Regions from separate parts of the Gossypium arboreum genome. Here region 2 is linked to region 1. The links are chromatin contacts, called in public Hi-C maps. All regions are on one chromosome and are shown on one strand. Each heading gives the region's core, a stretch centred on a gene start, on an enhancer-like site or on the middle of the called end of the contact. The rest is flanking DNA. Distances are from core to core; before and after follow the strand shown.

Evidence for each region. Hi-C and Micro-C count contacts between places; a contact is called where the count stands out from the background.
Region 2: a contact with region 1 is called in a Hi-C map of leaf, with 2.9 times the contacts expected there. The contact joins the promoter of LOC108486502 here to the promoter of LOC108462077 in region 1. A contact is called at or near these places in 2 of 5 Hi-C or Micro-C datasets (both in leaf).

The regions. Positions count from the first base shown.
Region 1 is chr2:34,115,581-34,119,848 of ASM2569848v2, reverse strand. It overlaps LOC108462077 (chromatin assembly factor 1 subunit FAS1-like), which reads right to left and starts at 1,435. Exons shown (of 12, transcript XM_017762079.2): 1 at 629-1,435; 2 at 425-524; 3 at 127-274; 4 at 1-47. The coding sequence starts at 1,102.
Region 2 is chr2:34,369,391-34,373,771 of ASM2569848v2, reverse strand. It overlaps LOC108486502 (pentatricopeptide repeat-containing protein At1g71210, mitochondrial-like), which reads right to left and starts at 1,691. Exons shown (of 2, transcript XM_017790589.2): 1 at 1-1,691. The coding sequence starts at 1,237.

The sequences.
Region 1 (4,268 bases), core at 186-2,685:
ATTGCTTTATTAACAATTTTTCTTCTCGCTTTGCTTCTTTCGCATCCCTGCGGCAACAGATAAAACTTTTACTGCAAAGAAAGATATTTAAATAACAAAACTTGTTGAACTGTCATTGATACATACATCTCAGCACCACTCTGCTGTGACATGTTACGCATTAAGAAGCGAATGTCTGCCTCATTTAATACTTTGAAAAGCTTTTCTGATGCTTTCACGAAACCATGCTTGTACTTTTGATTATCCTCCCACTTTTCTAACAGGGTTATCATTGCTGAAATGAGCCATAAATATAATAAATAACCTACTTGAAGCATAAACTAATCATTAATCAATCAGGAATGAAGAGAACCAAGGGAATTTAATAGCATATTGAGTGCATCAGAAAAGATTCAACCAAGCGATAAGCAAAAATTCTCCATACCAGAAACAGCAGTAATCCTCTCACTAATCTTATTCCTACAAGTACGACGAGTTCTTAATTCGGCACGCGCAGATTTGGGCATCAACTTTAAATCTCTGGTCTATGACATGAGAATGTAAACAAGTTTGTAACTGAACAAGAGAATGGAAACGCATAAAACAAATAAACTAAAAAAAAAAGCCAAAACGAAAGAAAATGAATCACCTCCCAACACCAGAGAGAATATTGAGAATCATCCTCCAAAACATCAGCATCTTCGTTACCCAATCCATATTTCACTCTCTGCCCAACAAACAGCACCGCGCTTTTCACCGCGGCCATACTTACATTTCCCATTCTGTCCTTGACCTGTTCATGAATTGTCTCTATCAATCTCAACAGGGGCAAGTCGCTCTCCTCCATCAGAACTGCAACCAATGAATTCAATGAACAACCCGACTCGAGTAACTCCATTCCCAAACCCGACTTCTGCTCCAGCACTTCTTTATAATACCCAAAAAGTCCATCCATTTCTTGCTTCAATCGCTTGATCTGTGCCTCTCTCTGTTCATCGCTCAAGGCTTCCCAAACCCAGGATGCTCTCTTTCGCTTCTGGATCTCCTTGGGTTGATCGTTGCCAACCATTTTGGGGGATTTTGGATCATCATCCACGCCTATCACAGGTACTGAATCCGCCATTTAAACCTAGAAGGAGAAGGATCCAAGTCTAATCCTAGAAAATAAAATGAAGACTTATATTTGCAGATACAGAGAGAACACAAGGAAGCGGAGAAGAAACGACAGTCCTTTTATTTTATTTTACTTTTAATTATTCTGGAATCAGCGGTGATGACACTCAAAAAGAATTTTTTTTCCCGCCAAGAGTGCTCCTAAAACGAAAATTGGCGCCTCAAAATTTTAGGAGTTGGCGCCGGAGGGTCGAACAGGCCTTATTTGAAATCAAGGTATCAAATTTTAATCCACGGCCGCACTTATCCACGTTGATTTTTTCTTTGGCTGTTTTTTATTCCGATCAGTAAGCAAAGTAATCTTGGATTGAAATATAAATTTACCATGAGTATTGAAATTTCTCCAATGTTATTCTACTTTGAGAATATAAATAAATTTATTATTTAAAGATTGAATTTTGCAACTAAATTTAATTTGTTTAATTACATTTTATCATTAATATTGATTTTGATTATTTAAAACAAAATTTATCAAGAAAACTATTGTTTTAAACATTTGTTTTAATAGTTAATAATAAATTAATTTATAAAATATTAATAAATTAATTTAGAACTCTAACTAATTAGTACAATGCGCGGATCAAATTGTGTACAATTAACTTTATAAAATTTACATTATAACATTAATTTTTATTTAACATTAGTAATGAATTTCCTAAAAATGGAGAAAGTAATGCAATGAAAATATTTTTAAAATATATGATGAATTTAGAATCGATTATATTAATATTTTTAATCTTAAAATCATTTAATATTAAAACAATACAAAAATCATCATGGTTTCAATATTAATATAAAATTATTATAACTTAAATAATATTATTAATAATTTTTATAGCTTAATTATTTTATATAATTGTTAATTTAATTTATCTTAATGTTAAAATTGTTAGTATTCGATTTTTATAAGATTATAGTTATTTTACTCTACTTACAATGGATATAAGTTAAATAAACATTGCAAAATAAAATAGTAACTTATTTGGAAATCAATATGAAAGCTTGATGAAGTAAATCGAAAATGCCAAGAGAGGGTGAATTAGCTTTTAAAAAAATTTTGGCCAAAGCAAAGGCAAAAAAGAAATAAAGAACACAAAGAATTTAGAGTAATTCGGCCCCAATTGCCCACTCCAGTACCCTAGTTCTCCACCATTAAGGATTTTTCTCAAATTCACTAATTTGTTCAACCTTTGAGGACAAAGTTTAACCTTACAACTCCTTAAGATTTCTATCCCAAATCTTAAGTTTCAAAACCTCTCAAAGAGATACAAATGAGCAAATAAAGAAACAATCCTTACAAGATAAATTTGTTTGCAAATTGAAGCACAAATACAATGAAATACACTTGAGCAAAATAAAGAAGATAAAGCTCACAAGTGTAATCTAACATTATTTGATTAATGATTTTTGCTTGAAGTACTTTTTCTTAGATGTAATAGGACTTTAAAAGATGGTATTTATACCCCCTAATAGACTTCCAACCATTGAGGATGTTGGGGAAGTAAATATGCCCATTGGGGATATAAAACCATAGCATTTATTTCACCTGCAACTTCGAGTATCGATACCATGAAAAAGGGTATCGATAATTTTTGTCATAAATGCTGATTCAGTGACCGTTGAATGAAAAAATAGATACATTCTTCAGAAGGTATCAATACCGGATCGATATCTTGTAGGAATTTTTAGAAACAGAATACAAGTTTGGTATTGTTTTTAAATAAGGTATCGCTTATTTTTGAAAAATATCGATACCAAAATCATGATATCGATAATTTTTAGGTTTTTGATAGAATGTCTTTTTGGCCTCGATTTACTAAGGGTATCGATTATTTTCAAAAATTATCGATACCGAGCCAAATGGTGTCGATACCTTTTTTCTAGAACAATTCTCACTTGTTAGAAAATCATTTTGATGTGTTAAAAATGATTGTAACTTAATTAGGATCATTTTGACTTGGTTAAAAATAATTTCACTTGATTTTAAAATTGTTTCAGAATTTTCTAAGATTTTATTGTAAGTATTAATAATTTTATTTCTTAGAATTCAATTTTAATTTTTTTGTCAAATTTAGTTTATATTCAAAAACACTTTTAATTTGCTATATCAATATCTTTTATCAAAGCTTAATTTAACTCAATATAATCTTTTATCAAATCTTAATTTAACACAATGTAATCTTTGACTACTTTGGGCTTAATTTTTTTACCTTTATTTTATTAAATATGGTAATATTTAACCAAATTTGGTTCAATCTTTTCTATAACTTCATATTACTATAATATATATTATTTGGTGGATGAAACACCTGAATTTTTAAATACTTGAAAATAAATATAAGTCTATTTTTATAAATAATTATATCACTTAATTTATTTTTAAAATATAAAATAAAATATTTAAAATCTTTAAATTAAAATTTTTCTTCAAATTATTTTAAATTAAAATTTTAATACCAAAATTCAAGCAAATAAAGGTAAATATGCAAAATCAATATAGAGTCAAAGTGTAGTAGTAAATTTGCCTTTAGTGCAAAAATATAACGGCAAATATCATTCGATATAAATTATAGTGACAAATTTCAAATTTAACCTAAAGTATAGTGGTAAATTTACACATTGACCCATAATTATTTGATATAAGTTTTTTAATGTATTTTAAGTTGTATTTAAAAATCAAAAAATAATTATTACATGTAGTAATATGTATTTCACTTGTGAAGGAAAAAAGCACTTCTATTATTATATCAAATAATAATATTTTAAAATTCGGTAAACTTGTGGCAACCCACACCTGACCTGATTGTTAGATCTGAATGCTTGACCTCATCACATTATGTTCTCAGAGTAACTCCAATTAACGCGACTTTCACTACCAAGTAACTTGACATTCAAACAAAATAAATTCCTTACAAATCCAATTATACACATAAACATGTTTAACAAATGTCAAATGATATCATTTAATACATTTAAGGATTAAACAGAATTGAGGTCAACCACAAAATTTGGATTTGAATCCAAACTCAAAGTAACATAATTCAACTGGGAGTCTCGAGATGTCTTAAGACAATATAATTTTTAATTTTGTTTCAATATTGGAATATATGGGATTT
Region 2 (4,381 bases), core at 442-2,941, 250 kb before region 1:
TATACAACTCAATGGCAACATCCACCATCCCAGCCTTGCAAAAGAAACACAAAACAGCATTCATGGTGACCTTATCAGGGGAAATTCCATCATTCTCCATTTCAATTAACAAATCAAAAACATCATTCAGCCGGTACTCTCTTAACAGTCTCAATACCAAGACATTGTACTGAAATAGGCGCGGAACATTCCTACTGAATAATTTCTTCCTATTGATAAAGTTCAAGTACCAGTTTAACTTCCCACGTTGCACAACATTCTGAAGCCAGATCCCATAAGCTTGTTCCATAGGCACATTAAGCTCCGTAAACTCCTCCAACAAGGTGGCGGCATGTTGGAACCTGTTGCCCTTGCAAAGCGCACTCACAATAATACTCACGGCATGCCCATCAACGGGCTTCCTGCTCTCCGCCAAACCGCGCAAATAGGCCTCCGCCTCCTCCAACTTGCTCTGCTTGCACCAGCACTTGACCAGGATGCAGTGGGTGATGCCGTTGTCAAAACCCCTCAATGAAATCTGCTTAGCTATCATGTCAACGGCGTCAAAGCAACTCTCGTCTACAAGAGCATTCAAAAGCACGTGGTAGGCAAAGGTATCCAAGTCAAGACCCTGGAATCGCATTCTACCGAACATCTGGAGTGCCATCGCCGGTTTCCCTGCAAGGGCATAACCCAAAACTAATGTGTCGTGGAATCTGACCCTGTAACTGCACCTATGCTTCATAAAATCCTGCAAGAACTCAAGCATCAAGGGCACTAGCTTCGCTTTCGAGAGAATCTTGAAGATGGCATGGAAGGTGGCTCGGGTGTGGTGGAATCCCGGCTGGCGGCCCGCCCAGTCGAAGAACTTGAGGCATGAGAGAACGTCTTTGGAGGAGGAGCGGCCGTAGGAGAGGACCTGGAGGACAAAGGTCTCGGAGAGAGGGAGATTAAGGTGGGAGAGAGCAAGGTCAGCGGCATGCCTCGAAGATTCATCGTCCCGGGCGGCTTGGTCTTGGGAGATTAGGATGCTGAAGATGCGGTCAAGAAGAGATGTGTTTGGGGCCTTGAACCAGTCTTTCAAAGAGGCGACCACGTCCTTGGCGCTTAGATTAAGGTGATGAACTGATGGGGAATCGATGGCAGATGGTGAGATAAATAAACAAGAGTAGGAACATGAATTACCATTACGATTTTTCAACAGGATAAATGGACTGGATTTGGCTACATGTTTAATTGAACTTAAAAGCTTGATCATATCTTTTTATTTCGCAGGAATTGGATTCGTCTCTTTCAAACGCACACCTTCACTAGCTTTTTCAACAACTCCAATCCCCCGACCCCAAACCTCCAACCGCTGCCAATGGCGTCAGTTCTGTTAAAACCTAGAGCCCGGAAACACACGTGAACCTCATAGGCCTTGCTTAGTAATGGGCTCATATTTGGCACCTCAATTATATCAAACTCGTTCTTTTTTAAAACAAAATTCCATTTCTCAAAGATAAGAAAGTTGTTGACACTTAAATCAAATACCAATGAATAGAAGGAATACTAAAACTGGAGCCAGCAGGATTATCTAATATACTCGTTTCTTAGAACTTCAAATTTATTGGTATTGCTTGAAGAAGCATCAAAATCTAAAATAGCAGAAAGATCTAAAGGAACAACATTCCAAATGTAACAATTTGCTTAAAATTAAGATTACCTATATACAAAGCTCGACGGATTTAAAGGAATGACAAATGCTGGAAAAAATATTTCAACAATAAGCAATCGTAAATCAATGTGTCAAACTCATAAATGTATGTAGTAAGTAAAACCACGTGACCTCCATGCAAATCTCATTCAATTAAGACTTTATCAAAGTTCAAAGATTTCAAATATGATAAAGCTATTAAGGTAGGAATATAATTGATAATCCCATTTACAAAGCTGTCATATTTGTTACATTTTAACCAATCAACGTTGGCTTTACTCAGTTCATATGTAATAATTCAATTTTCGTTGATATCGAAAAGTTTAATTTTAAGGTTGAATTACTTGAATTGAGTTAGTAAAAAATTTTAATAGAGTAATTACAAGTCGTATCTGAACTTAAAAATTAGAATTTTTAAGAAATTAATTAGATAAGTTGTTAAAATATAGTACAAGACTAAATTACAAGGTGGCTAAATTAGAGAATATTTTAGGGAGATTAAACCAAAGACCTAAATACTAATAAACCATCCTTAAGGTTAGTGGCTTGTGTTGATCGTTTCCATTCATGTCCATTAACCATTCTTTAACACAGTAATAGCCATTAGATTAATATTATATATATATATATATGATAATGGGAGAGAGAAGGAAATATCATCGTTCATCGACATCCTTTCTGAACCGTACAAAGAACGAAAGAAATGAAAATTCCTTTGGTTTACTTTCCATGGCCGTCTACTAATTATCAAGGCGAGAAGATTAATTCTTTATAATTTTGGTTAAATTCTCAACATATGATGGTAGATATTTATGACTCAGTATAAATTGATAATTACTGAAGTTTATGTGATGAATACGGAATTTGAAAATTAGAATTATTAAGCAAATGTCTAGATAAATTAATAATCAGTATAAAAAGAGGGTTAAACTGCAAAGAGGATAGAACTTGAAAAATTAGGTGTGTATTTTAACGAGTCCTTAACTGATATTAGTCCATTGTTAAAACATGGTTAGTGAATGCTTATGATCTCATCCATTCAATTCCATTAACATTTCTTAAGATAATCTCAATCATTAGATAATTATTAATTAAGTTAAATTTAGTTATATTAAAAGAAGATTTCATGAAAGAAGAAAACCATCTTTATCATTTCTTTTACAATGAAAAGAAGTTCCATGCTCTCATCCCCTTGTGCCGTGAGCTCTCCATAGCAATTTAGTGTGAATGTCTTTGAATTTTTGGTAGAATATTAGCTTTAGTCAATAGTTAAGTAAGGCCCACTCAATATACATGAAATTATTAAAGTTTTTGCTTAATTCATATTGCTGGAAGCTTAGAAAACTAGGAGATTGAAAGCTTGAATTACGAATATAAATTTGTTTTTAAGCTTGATTCATAGAAGAAGCATGTTGGCAAGGTAGTGGGTTTAGTAGAGAATGAGGTTTTATTAAGGTTATTCAAGTAACCATTTGAGTTTTTTGCATGCTTGAGAGAAGTGATGACAACTTTGCGAAATTATATATGTTTTAAATAATTTGGGACTCTTGGATTATAGTTCTAGGGTCAGATCTCGATTTAGCCCAAAAAGCTTTCCAAGGATGAAATGATTTAAATTATAGAAATAAATTAGATGTAAGACGAATAAAAATGTGTCAAATGGGGCTATGATGAAATTTTTGGAATTCGATTATACCTGAAAAATAAAATCGAAACAACTATAAAAATAAATGTAGTAGAAAATGAAAACATAAAATGAATTGGATTCCACCAAGAATTAATTATAACGATTTTATCATGTCATCATACATGAAATAAAATAAAAGAATTTATACCTTGAAAAAGGTTCGTTGTCATTCTCGTTTAATTCTTTCTCCGCTTTCGTACAAAACCAAGCTTTGTTGTGTATCCAAGCCTCTATTGGTAATTCATTCTAGGTTTTAGAAAATCTTTAAGGTCGAGATCTGCTAGTTATTTAATCACTCGGATTCACATCCTTTTCTGTCTCAATCTCAATACCGAAAAGAAAATTAGAAGCAAAAATTTAAAGAATATTTTTTGTTCTATTTTTATTTTTGTTTGTACAAAAAAAAAATAGCAACTACTAGAAATTTGTGGCTAAGTTAGAATATATAGACTAGGGTTTTAATTAACTTTTGATTAATTACACTTTAACCCTTAGACTTTGTTGAAATGTTCAATTTAATCCTTTTTCTTGTTTTAATTTTCGAATTGCATTAGCATGTGTGACCCATTATATGCTTCCAATTATGTTGGCATCAAATATAATTTATTTCAATCAAGAAATAATTGTATTTGTTTATTATTAGCGAGATCTAGCAGCTCATCATGACTCCAAATTATTGGAAGAGTCAATGTATACTTTTAACAAACCCTTTCAGTTTTCAATATGCATCTATAATTCGATCTTTCCATTATACATCTTGAATATGTTAAAAGTTATTGCGTGGTATCTACCTTTACTTATCCATATTAGTCTCGCAACTCCTTGTATTAACCCTGACTAATTGCCTTGACCAAGGACTTACGGTTAATACAAGTCAACAACATATAGGTGTTGTGTTTAATGCTCTAAGTGTAGTATATTCGTCTATGTACACTTGTATTTCTAAAGCAAATTGGTTTAAAAAAATCCAAAAATTACACTTATACCCTTCTATTTTGTTTTCAATGGTTTTTGCACAC